Regions from separate parts of the Pan troglodytes genome. Here region 2 is linked to region 1. A link is a contact called in public Hi-C data. All regions are on one chromosome and are shown on one strand. Each heading gives the region's core, a stretch centred on a gene start, on an enhancer-like site or on the middle of the called end of the contact. The rest is flanking DNA. Distances are from core to core; before and after follow the strand shown.

The links. A called contact is a pair of places that touch in the nucleus more often than the background predicts.
Region 2: a contact with region 1 is called in a Hi-C map of stem cell-derived neural progenitor cells, with 1.8 times the contacts expected there. The contact joins the promoter of GSE1 here to the enhancer-like site in region 1. A contact is called at or near these places in 2 of 7 Hi-C or Micro-C datasets (blood and stem cell-derived neural progenitor cells).

Annotation. Positions count from the first base shown.
Region 1 is chr18:83,293,822-83,300,074 of NHGRI_mPanTro3-v2.0_pri, reverse strand. No RefSeq gene overlaps it. Among named protein-coding and RNA genes, the nearest start is that of CIBAR2, 14 kb to the right of the region's middle. Within about 2 kb of position 2,879, at least 4 of the 24 cell types and tissues checked have an H3K27ac peak or open chromatin away from gene starts, as enhancers often do. A contact at or near this core is called in stem cell-derived neural progenitor cells, where this site is marked.
Region 2 is chr18:83,337,097-83,343,349 of NHGRI_mPanTro3-v2.0_pri, reverse strand. GSE1 (Gse1 coiled-coil protein) reads right to left here and starts at 3,662. Exons shown (of 16, transcript XM_016930304.4): 1 at 1,344-3,662. The coding sequence starts at 3,626.

The DNA of each region.
Region 1 (6,253 bases), core at 1,630-4,129:
AGACTGCATGGTTGGTTTGTTCGGTTTTTTTGTTTTTTGCTTTTTTTTGAGACAGAGTCTTGCTCTGTGGCCCAGACTAGAATGCAGTGGCGCCATCTCAGCTCACTGCAACCTCTGCCTCCCGGGTTCAAGCAATTTTCCTGCCTCAGCCTCCTGAGTAGCTGGGATTACAGGCATGCACCACCACACCCAGCTAATTTTTGTATTTTTAGTAGAGATAGGGTTTCACCATGTTGGCCAGGTTGGTCTAGAATTCCTGACCTCAAGTGATCCGCCTGCCTCGGCCTCCCAAAGTGTTGGGATTACAGGCATGAGCCACGGCGCCCGGCCAAGTGCATGGTTTAATCCCAACAACAGACCCAAGGAGAAAGAGCTCATCCCATTCTGTGGGTGAGGAAATGGAGCAGCGGAGTCATTTTCTCAAAGGCCAGGGATGGGATTTCGATCCTGGCTCATTTCGCTTTTTTTTTTTTTTTTTTTTTTTTTTTTTGAGATGCAGTTTCCCTCTTCTTGCCCAGGCTGCAGTGCAATGGTGCAATCTCGGCTCACTGCAGCTTCTGCCTCCCGGGTTCAAGGATTCCCCTGCCTCAGCCTTCCAAGCAGCTGGGATTACAAGTGCAAGCCACCACGCCCAGGTAATTTTCTGTATTTTTAGTAGAGACGGGGTTTCACCATGTGGGCCAGTCTGGTCTCGAACTCCTGGCCTCAAGTGATCCGCCTGCCTCGGCCTCCCAAAGTGCTGGGATTACAGGGGTGAGCCACCGTGCCCGGCTTCGTTTAGCTTTAAAGACGGTCCCACTGTTTGCAATTCTATGCCATTTAGGTTCTCCCCGTGCAAAGCGCAGTAAAGTTTGCCATCCTGTGGGAGGCCAAGGTTGCAGCCTTTAGGCTCTGCTTGGAGTCATATCTCTCCTGCACACCAGGAAAATCAGAGAAGAATCTGGAGGGGCTGAAGGGCCTGGATCAGGCCCAGCGTCTGAAGGGACTTAACAAGGAGTAAAGTATCTGCCCTGCTGTCCCTTACAAAACCACCTGGAGAGGGACAGGGCTGGTGGTGTGGTTTAACGCAGCCCACACTTTCACTCAAACATACATCGATTCGGCACCTGCTGTAGGCAAGGGGACAGTGCGGTGGTAAAGTGCAGCCTCTTCAATGCTGGCCCTGAATAAGGGGTCGCTCCCTCTGGACCTCAGTGTCCACATCTGAAAAATGGGGACAAGGAGAGAGGCCCCTGGCAAGGTTGTTGTGGGCACTGAGATGAAGCAGCAGAGGTCCCCTGTGGGCTTCTGCAGCCAGAGGCCTGGGTTCAAATCCTGCCTCTGGGTGGCTGTGGTGGCTCGTGCCTGGAATCCGAGTTTTGAGAGGCCGAGGCAGGAGGATCACTTGAGGCCAGGAGTTTAAGACCAGCCTGGGCAACACAGCGAGACCTCATAGCGCTAATTTATTATTATTATTATTATTTTAATTAGCAGGGTGTGGCGGCCCACACCTGTAGTCCCAGCTACTCTGGAATCTGAGGCGGAAGGATCACTTGAGTCCAGGAGGTCAAGGCTGCAGCGAGCTGTGACTGTGCCACTGAACTCCAGCCTGCATGACAGAGAGAGACCTTGTCTTGAAAAAAAAATCCTGCCTGTACCTCCTGTGTGACTTCAGGCCTGCAACTCACCTCTCAGTGTCTCCGCTTCCTCGCCTGGAAAATGCAATGGTAACAGTGGCTACCTCACACTATTGTTGTGAGGGGTAAAGGCATTTGTTTATAATTTGTTAAACAGGGCAGGTCGTGGTAGCTCATGCCTGTAATCCCGGCACTTTGGGAGGCCAAGGCGGGTGGATCATGAGGTCAGAAGTTCAAGACCAGCCTGACTAACATAGTGAAACCCGGTTTCTACTAAAAATACAAAAATTAGCCGGGTATGGTGGTGCACGCCTGTAGTTCCAGCTACCTGGGAGGCTGAGGCAGGAGAATCGTTTGAACCCGGGAGGCGGAGGTTGTGGTGAGCCGAGATTGTGCCTCTGCACTCCAGCCTGGGCAACAGAGTGAGATTCTGTCTCAAAAAAAAATTTTTTTTTTGTTAAACAGTACATATATATTTTATGTAGTTTTCTGTAGACCTGTTCATAAGAATTGTCTGTGGTGGTGGAGAAGGGGCATTGCACACGAAACCCCTTAGCACAGTCCAGGCACACAGGCAGTCATCAGGAAATGTGCTGCTATTTTTATCCTGTAGGTTAGTGGGAGCCATGGAGAGTCTTGGAGTGAGACAGTCACATTGAGCAAAGTTCTATTTTAAGCATTTTAGAAGTGAAGATTTACGAGCCGAGACCACCAGTGCATGAGCTACCTTTGTGTGTGTGAGGAAAAGATGTCCCCCGCTGGGCAGACAGAGCCTCATGCCAGGGCACATGGCTTGTTGGATGGAGCCAAGCACCCTTGCAGAGTGAACAACCTGCCCAACAGTACCTGGCAGCTTTGGCCAAGAGGACATAATGGAGTAGTTGTTAATTAGAGCCTCTGCCACTGAATCTCTCTGCCTCTCTTACTCAGTGTCCCCTCCCCCGCTCCCCACCCCACCAACCCCCCTGCATAGAGCGGGCAGCCCTGAGCCTGGAAGCCCACGCAGCAGATGGAAAGGCTTCCAGCTGGCCCCGGGCATGTGTGTGGGTGGGTGGAAGGGGGTGGGTGGAACAATTTCCTGTGCCCCGATCCCAGCTAGCTCACTCTCTGACCACATTTTTCCACCTCGCTTTTTTCCTTATAATTCGCTCACACATCTTACAATCTGGATTGTTTTTTGTGAATGGAATGTAACCTGAGAGCTGGGGAGGAAAGTCCCGGTGAGGCCGTATAGATGGAGAAGGCGCCCCTCTCCGTGTGAAAGGGGAGCCGGGGCAGGCACTGCGGGCTCCCTGGTGGCCAGGGCAGCCGGCAAGACGGACAGGGCCAGGTGGGGAAGGTCACAGCGCCCGCAAGGCCGAAGAAACAGGAGAGGTTGGGACTCCCCCAACCCCCTGCCGCCTGGCAGCTCCCCCAACCGTGTTTTCTGAGCAGGACCACCCAGGGAGAATCTGACCCCTGCTGGGATGGGGCACTGGGGGCTGTGGCCTCTTCCAGGAGGAGTCTGGTGACTTCCAGCGGCAGATCTGAAGTCTGTGCCCAGCACCCGGTACTAAGTAGCCCTCGTTCACTAATTCATTCGTTCATTAATTTGTTCAAAAATATTTATTGAGTGCCATGTGCCAGGCACGGCGCCAGGCACCGGGAACTGCTGTGAACGAGACAGCTGAGGCCCTGCCCTCGTGGATGGTGGGGAAAAGTAACCAGCACACGCCTCTGAACGCTGACAGGCATTAGGGGTTCCTCCGTGAGCTAAGCGCTTTGTGTGTGTTATGTCATTTCATCCCCAAGCAACTCTAGAAGTGATGTTGTCACTGCCCATTGAACACACGAGAAAAATCAAGGCCCAGACAGATTCAACAACTTGCCGACGAACAGAGTCAGGAAGGCTGGACCCAGGTCCTGTTGACCCCTGTCCTGGGAGTCTCACCACTGCGCCTCCCACAGCTGAGTCCCAGCTTCGGACGGGTCCCAGGCTCCCGGGACTCCCTGGGCATGGGAGGTCTGGCATCAGAGGCTTCCTGGCCCTTCCCAGTGGCGAGGCAGGCCTTGCTTTGCTGAAGAGCTGGGGCCTGCCAGGGTTGCCCCCGATGCAGCCAGGGAAAGAGTGTGAATTTGAGGGACTCACAAAGCTTCCCAAGGCTCCTGCCTTCAGAAGCTGAGGTTAATGACTCCCTCACCAAAGAGTGAGTGTGAGGATGAAACAAGGTTCAGTTTAGGCAAAGTGCTAAGCAAGCTTTCTGGCATATGGTAGGAGTTCGATAAATGCTGCTTGCACAGTGAACAAACTGCCCAACAGTACCTGGCAGTACACTTCCCGGTGTCTTTCATTAAAAGGTGCTACAATTGAGCTGAGAGGTCCAGCAGGGGTTGGCGTTGAGGCTAGATAGATTTGGGTGGCGCTGAGGACTCTGGAGAGAAGCCAAAAGGTGGCTGTTCCAGACCCTGCCTGCCGCTTCCAACACACCTGTCCTTTCTGAGCACTCACTGTGCTCACAGTGTGCCAGCACTTTCCCTGGGCAGCCCAGAGCCACAGAAATAGCCCTCAGCAAGAAGACCTTGAAGATGGGGCTACGGTCATTGCCTTCAAAAGCCTGGAAAGCTTCAAAGGAATTAATACGGTATATGCTTTCCTGGATTTGTGAGCTGAGAGAGCCCATGTAGACTGAAAGCTCCCGGCCCTGGCCCTTCTGTCTGCTGAAAAAAAATGGAGCTATAATCCATATGCCATAAAATTAACAATTTTAAAGTGTGCAATTCAGAGGTTTTTCATATATTCACAAGGGTGCTCGAGTATCACCACTGTCTACTTCCAGAACATTTTCATCACCCCAAAAGATCCCATGCACTTAACAGTCACCCCATCCCCTCTCCCCCTGCCCCCCAGCCTCAGGCAACCATGCATCCACTTTATATCTCTATGAACGTTCTTGTTCTGAACAGTTCTTGTAAATGGAAACCTATGCCATGCAGGTCTTCTGTGAACTGCTTCTTTCACTTAGCATGTTTTCACGATTCATCCACACTGTAACATGACTCAGCACTTCATTCCTTTTCCTGGCTGAATAATATTCCACTGTGTGGATGTACCACACCTTATCTCTTCATCAATGGATGGACATCTGGTGATTTCCACTAGTTGGCTACTTAAGAATATTGCTGTTATAAACATCTGTGGACAGGTTTTGGTGTGAGCAGATGCTCTCATTCATCTTAGGTATAAGCCTAGGAGTGGAATTGCTGGGCTGCATGCTAACTCTGTGTTTAAACCTTTTGAGGAGCTGCCAGACCGTTTCCACTGCAGCTGCACCACTGTCATCCCCACCTGCCACAAAGATGGGTTCCAATTTCTCTGTATCCTCACCCACACTTGCTGTCATCAGTCTGTATGACCCCAGCTGCTGCACTGGCGGGAGTGAAGCAGCTTTTCAGTGCCATGTGGCCCTTCACTGGCATGTGCTTGTCTAACTGGGGCTCTCATGAGACTGGCTCCAGCAAGGCACGGCCCACCCATGCCTGTCACCTGTCACGTCCACCACTGGGCCTTCAGAGCCAAGCCCGGAGCAATTGCTCCATAAAAATGCGTTAAATGAGTGAGTAGCTCAAGAACTCCTAAAGTGCAAGGCAGCCATCCTGACTGCATGTGGCTCTGAGTTCCAAGGATTTTTTATCATTTAGAGAAGTCCAAGAAACCATAACAAAATTGCCATCGTGTGGAAATTTCCCAGGGCCCATCTGATGACCTGTCCTCACTTCAGGCCCCCTGGGGCTGTACATCGTCCTCACAGCGGGCCCCCCTGGGGGGGACTTGGTCCCGAGGTGGGGCAGGCAGCGGGGGAGTGACTGTGCCAGGCCCACGGGAAGCAGTGTCTTCTTCCTGGACGGCACCCCGGCCTGGCTGGGGCCCAGTCCCCGCGCCTTGGCCTCTGAGGTGGTCGTCCTGGCCAAATGCAAGGACACGTCACCTCATTGGAGCGGATGTGCCTGGGCCGCTCTGGAGAGAGGAAGCGCCCAGCTCAGCACTTATTGTTTAAAGAAGGTTTCACAAAGCCCCGAGGCCCAGGCTGTGAGTCGTTCCTGTGGAATCGGGGAGCCTGCAGGGAGGTCACCCTTTGTTCCTTCTGACAGAGGCGGCTTGGCTGGTGGCCGTGGCCTCAGCAGAACCCTGAAGTCAGCAGAGCTTGTATCAGGGACCTTCCCACTTTCCTCGCTCACACTCCCGGCCTTCCCTCCCTGCGGGAAGGCTCCCATCCCAGGCCCAGCCAGTGTCTCCTCTCCAGGACAGGCGCGGAGGAGAAGGCAGAGTAAAACCAGCCACCACTCAGTGAGCACGTGCTACGCCCCAGGCCCCGGTGAGGCACGGCATTATTCTCTATTCCACTGGGGAGAGGAGGGGGGCTCTATTCCTATTTTACAGATGAGGAAACTGAGGCCCACAGCAAGTCAGAACCAGTCCACAATTCACAGCTGGTAGGTGGCGGAGCTGGGATTGGAACCAAGCAGTTTGGCTGTGGCAGTCCCTAAAATGTGGGCTGGGCGTCGGTGATGACTTGGGCCAGAGTTATCGGAAGCTCAAGACAGAGGAGGAAAATAAGGGCTCGGAGGCTGGGCACAGTGACTCACGCCTGTAATTCCAG
Region 2 (6,253 bases), core at 2,413-4,912, 42 kb before region 1:
TTCTCCCAGTTTCAGCCCTTTTGGGAACTGCAGCTCTTCTGATTCCCACAGGCTGCACTGCTATATGCCGAAGAGGAGAGCTTCAGCATCTGTGACGGGAGACGATGTGCTCATCCAATTAAAACGAGAGACCATCCCACCAAAGCCACAAAGACAGCTTGAAAGTCCAAAGCTGTCATCAGTAGAAAAGGAAATCTGAGTAGAGCATGAAGACGGGGGCCGCGTATCGGGGGAGAGGTGGGCAAATCATGGCAGAGCACACTTCCCGGGTGCAGCCACTATAAGTGAACATGTCCCCCAGAGAGTCCACCTCCGTGCCCCACACGTGCAGGTGGGAGGCAGGATCAGGAAGCTTTCAAAGGGTGGAATGACCCTTTCTGAACAGGACAGCGCCACCTTTCCCATCCACACGTCCCTCTGCCCACACATGGCCAGCAGCTGCCACTACAGGCGTTTGATTAAAACAAGTCGCACTGACTGTCTTTGGCAGAAATGAGCATCCATGCCCCGGTGGCCGGGTTGGTGACTGCCACTCACGGACGCCTACATCTACCTCCCCAGACCCACCGGGGGCAGTTCCTGCTTGGTCCCTTGCAAAGCCGGATCCCAAATTAACTGAGCCCCGTCTGGCTCCTCGCGGGCGGGCAGCAGGAAGGCAGGCGCCTTATAAACAGGGAGAGTGCCAGGCCTCCCGTCTGCCTCCTGCACAGCTGACTTGCAGAGAAGAAAGACTCTCTTCCCGCTGGGGGAAAAGTCTGTTTAGGCCACTGTCCCTCAAATTCCACACCCCCATGTCTGGAACCCTGTTTCCCTCCGCCGTAAAGCAAGCACGGTCTCAAAAGAACAGTGTGAACTTAGGTGGAAAACTCTGGAAAAGCCAAGCCACACGGGAGCTAGAACGGAGAGGAACTTCCACCTCTGATGTGTTTCAAACCGGGTGAGCACGGAGACCTCTCTGTGACCCGCACGGCTGGACTAATTACCAATGTTATCAGGCGGATGACAGACATGCCCCGAACTTCCTCTGTTTGATAGATTCCACTGCAAACACACCCAAGTTCAGGCCCGTGCCTGCTGTTCTCAGCAGTGCCCTATTCTTCCCTAAGACCACTCCTGATCCCCACTCCTCTGACCCCTGCCCCATGCCTCCAAGGTCAGCCAGGCCAACGTACCCACCAAGCACCAGCCCAGTGACTCAGGGAGGGTACCTCCCCCGGAACACCCCGCACAGAACCAGTGAAAACTCCTCCTTCAGAGTTTTTCTGAGGAACAGAAAACATCTCTCCCTTCCCTGAATGGATTTTGGAGGAAGCGTCTAAGATGAGATGAAAATTGCTGCTTACCTTCGTCGCTGCTGCCACTGGGGAGCTCCAGCTCATGGGTCCTTGGCGGGTGAGCCCTTGGCCCGCACACACCAGGGTCCCACACTCCACGCAAGCACCGATGATCAGCTGCTGTCCGTCATCCACCAACAGGCTGTGGCTTGCTCGCAGGGTGTATAGGAACAGGGGCAGCCGGGCCACCCGCACGGACTTCAGCCCCAGACACCGTTTTTTCTCCTGCTGACAAAAGAAGCACACGAACGTCTCCACCTGGTACTGCCGGGACCAGGCGCTGACAGCGTGGTGGGAGCTGCGGGCCTCATGCTGCAGCCACTGGGCCAGCAGGTCATGGTAGCAGAGCACACAGGTAGCCACCAGGCCGGTGGAGTCCACAGGCCTGGCACGAGGGGCAGGCGGGTACACGGTGAGGAAGGGGAAGAAGGGCTCCTTCTCGCCCAAGCGGCTGGCGGGGTTCACATTGAGCTGGAACTCCTTCCCGGGGCCCAGCTCAGCCCCACAGATGTAGCAGATGGACACGGGGCCGCCCTGGGCCGACGCCGGCAGCTCGGAGAGGGCAGGGTCGGAGGCGGAGAAGGCCTGCTGGTACCTGCCCAGGAATCCCTGCACGGAGGTGATGAGCTCCTCGTTCTGGCAGGCCCGGTACAGGGCCCAGACATCCTCCAGGACGCTGAAGCACTTGGGGCAGCTGCGGACTTCACAGCGCTTGTTGGGGCCCTGGGCGTTGGGCGGGCAGGGCAGGAGGCTGAGGAAGGGGAAATGCATGGCGCTCCTGGCGTTGCCGTTGAGGATCCTGGAGGGGACCGCCCGGGCATCCGGGGTACAGTCCTCCCCACAGAGGTAGCAGGCCTCTCGCAGGGCCCCGGAGGGCAGACCCTCTTCCCTCGGGAGCCTCCTGCCCTTGGAGGCCGTGCCGGGGGAGTGGCTGTCCAGGGGCACCACATAGAGTCGCTGCAGGACCGGCACGTTGGCCAGCTCGAAGCTCTGCCACTGCTGCGTGAGGGAGGAGAAGCAGCTGGCGCACACCAGGGTACTGCCGCCCTCGCTGATGGGCTGTGCCCCTGGGGGCGGGCTGTGCAGCCACAGGAAGGGGAAGAACGGGGCCTGAGCCAGCTTCTCCTGCTTCTGCACGTGGACCTGGTGGTGCGAGGCCGGGGACAGCGGGGCCCCGCAGATGTAGCAGCAAAGGCCTTCTGCTGGTGCCGCCCGGCTGTCCGGGAGAGCCCGGGGGACACGGCCCCTGTTCTTCTCTTTGGGGTTGCAGACGCCTGGGAAAGGCTGTTCCTTGTGGTCCTCTTCCCCACTGGTGATGTTGATGTCACTGTCCTCGGAGGTGCAGAAGCCCCGGAGGGTCTCCCCCAGCGGCCTGCTCTCCAGGGTCTTAGTGGCTCTGCCAGAGGGAGGGCCTTTCATGCCGTCTGCAGGGGCCTCCTGGACAAGAGGGCCTTGCCAAGGATCCTGAATGCCCCTCAGGACGCTGGCCCGGGCCTCGGGAACCCAGTGCCTCCCAACCCCCTTCCGCCGGCGCCTAACCCCGGCCTTGGGCTCCCCATCCGCGTGGGCCTTCGCGGGCAGCCCCTCCTCCTCCGCGCGCCCCTGCGCCGAGGCCTCTGCGCCCTGTCCCGGAGCGGGTCCCAGAGCCGGCCTCCACTCCTGGCCGCGCCCCCCGCGAGGCCCTGGCCCTGGGGCCCCGTCCTGGTGGGGGCTGGCGGCGTCCCGCGCGGGCGGGTCGGGCTCGGAAAGGGGATCGGTGTCCGACAGCTCCGACAGGTCGGAGTCTCGCGTCTCCTCCGCGGCCCCGCGCAGCCGGGGGCCGCCACCGTCGTCCTCGTCGTCGTCGCCGGTGGCGCTGCCCAGCGCGTAGGCGACGTTCCACTCGCGGGGGGCCCCGGCGCCGCCACGGCGGCCGCCTGCGCCCGCGTCGCACTGGTGGGGCCGCTTGAGCCAGTACATGCGCTTGTCCACCGGCGTGCGGGCGCGCTCGAAGGCGGCCCACTGCTCGCCCAGGAAGCAGCGGCACACGGCGCACACCAACACGCAGCCGTCGGCCGGGGACAGCTCGCGCGCGCCGGGAGCCGGCTCCTGCTGCTGCAGGAACGGGAAGAAGGGCTGCGCCGGGGTCCCCGCGCCCGCCGCCGGCTGCTTCACCTGCAGCTTCAGCTCCTTGCCGCGCCCGATGCCGCCGCCGCAGATGAAGCAGGAGAGCGGCGCGCCGCCCGCCGCCCGCTCGCCCACGGCTGCCATGAGCCGCTGCTTGCGGGAGACCGGGGCCGGCCGCCCGCTCATGGCCGCGCCGCGCCGCCCGCCCGGGCCCCCGCGCGCCCCGGGCCGCCCTCAGCTCCCGCCCGCGCCGCCGCCGCCGCGCCCAACTTGGAGCATGTGTGCGCGCCGCAAAGTTTGGCGGCGGGCGGCCGGCGCGGGCGCGGGCGCACGGCCCCTCGCAGCGGCGCCCCCCCGGGCCTGCCGAGCCCCCCCCGGCGGCGGCGCGGGCCGAGGCGGCGCCGCGGCGAGCGCGCCCGGAACGCAGCGGCGGCGGCGGCTGCGGCGGCGGCGGCGGCGGCGGCGGGGCCCGGGCGGCTGGAGCGGCAGCCGCATGTGCGAGCTCCGGCGCCTGCCAAGGCGTGGGGTCATTTAATTGGGGAGGAGGGGGCGGGGCGGCGGCGGGCGGGAGGGGCGGGGAGGGGCGGAGGGCGGGCGCGCGGCGGGCGGGGGAATCCCTCCCCGCGCGCTCCCTCCCCCCGCCCTCCTCCTCCAAGCCTGCCTCCCTCCCGCCCGCCGCCGCCTCCCCCCGCGTCCCAAACTGCGCACAATAGCGGCCGGCTCCTCTATCTATTTTGTGTCCAGCCGGAGCCGCGCGCGATGATTCATTGCCCCAATTAGGGGCTCTCTGCAGCGCGCCCGGCTCTAGCCGTCTGAAGGGTCTCCTGGGGGACCCGCCGAAACCCATCAGCGGCTGGAGCTAGTCTTTAAGTAAAGGTCAATCAGGACGCGGGAGGAGCCAGGTAAGGACGCTGCGGGCGCCCCTGGAGGCGGAGGAACCCCCCACCCCAGGGCTGCAGTAAGGGCAGCCCCAGCCTAGATGCAGGCACCCTGCCGGGTTCGTTCAGGGTAATCAAACCTCAATTGATTACTATCAAACCTCTTAATATTGAGGGTCCGACCCTCTCAAAAGGGGGGACCAAGCGAGAAGGCCATTTACAGTCCCGAACAGGCCTGAGTTGGGGATACCATTCAGGGCCCCGCGTTCTAATTTTGGAGAGAGAAAAGAGGAGCCGTCCCCGTCTCCTAGAACCCGTTAGTGAATGCATCATCCTGCGGACAGTCTGAGGCCTGCTCTGCCCCTTCCCACCATCGACAGGGGTCACTGGGTCACCAGCAGAGGTAGAAAGGGTCCTGTGTGTCCCAAGGTCAGTGAATCAACCTCTCTGGGTCCTGATTTCATTGCCTTCAACAGGAGCTGCAGCAGGGGATTAACTGTTTCCGTGTCTTTATTGTTCATGTGTAGAGATCCATTGTATTTATTTAACAAGCAGAGGGACTTGCGTTGCGAGGCGCTTAGGGTTAACTGTGGTGATCAGCCCCATTTCACATACAGGAAAGAAGTGGCATTGAGTGTTAAGTTTTCATCCAAAGGGGCTAAGCAGAATTCAGACCCAGGACGTCGGGCTCCAGGCCCTACTCTTGACCACCAGGGCGAGTAGCCGTGCGAGGCAAACGTCTGGTCCACGTCGCCAGTCTGCTGATGGGGACGGGACCGTCCATGGCAGGACAAGGCCAGGATCCCTGGGTCCTCCCGGATGATCTGGCTCAGGCCCTGGTCCAGTCTAGGCATCTCCAGACCTCTCATTCCCCATCTGTGAAATGGCACCCCTTCCAGCTTCAAAATTCTACGAGTGTCTGACTTCTGGGCAGTTTAGAGCTTCCTCATTTGCAAGCAGCAGCCCAGAATCAGCCTGGGGACAAAGGTGCCCGGTGGTCCTCTCCAGCCTCTGGGACACTGAAATGTAAATAAAACTGGGCTTCCTCTTGGCAAGGAAGAGGGCCATGCATTGTAAACAAACGCAAGAAGAAGGCCTCCAGAATCCCTGGGGGATATTCCAGGGCTCAACCCTTAGTCCAAGGGTTAACAGGAAATCATCATTGGTTGGGACTTTGGGCCTTCACCCTGGCCCAGAGGAATGCTGTGTCAGCAAAACTGTCCCGAAGGAATGTTGGGAGCGGGGCAGGGGGCTTCTTGGCTCCTGGCATTTTTAATACCTGGAGAGAGGAGGAGGGCTGATTAGGAAAAGTTTAAAGGGCAATGTCTGTTGAATTGCATCCTTGCACAGTTAAAGAGGGACTATTAGGTCCCACACAGACCGAGAGGTTGCTAGTAAGACACTGCCCGGCTGGGGACATGCAGGTCAGCGGGTGAGTTAAACATGGGTTCCTTAGGGCTCAGCACGTGCTGTCCCTTCTGCTTCAAATGCATTTTGGGCTCATCTGTATGGCCATGGCCGCAGCATCATCCTCAGAGGCCTCCCTTTCCTCTCTAGAGCAGGTGCTGCTCCGCGCTTCTCCTCATCCCAGCTCCCCAGCGCAGGAGTTTGCCATTGATTTTATTGATTTTTCCGTCCACTGCTCCTGTCTGCCCCGCCCCGGAATCCTGGGTGCTCCCTCTCAAGGGCAGGAGCCAGGTCTGTCTTGCTCACTGGAGATCTGGGGCCTGGCTCAGTGCCTTGGTCCCACACACCTGGGTCTCCATCCTGTTCTGTCCCTTGCCAGCTGTGTGAGCCTTGGGTGGACTTCTTAGCACACCGCCCCTCGGTTTTCTGCTCTGTACAATGGGGGTTGTTAAATAAATAGGGATTTGGGCGCAGGCGTGGGCTCTGGCATGCTATAGGTGACTGTGTACGTGTGTTGCCTCTTCCTCT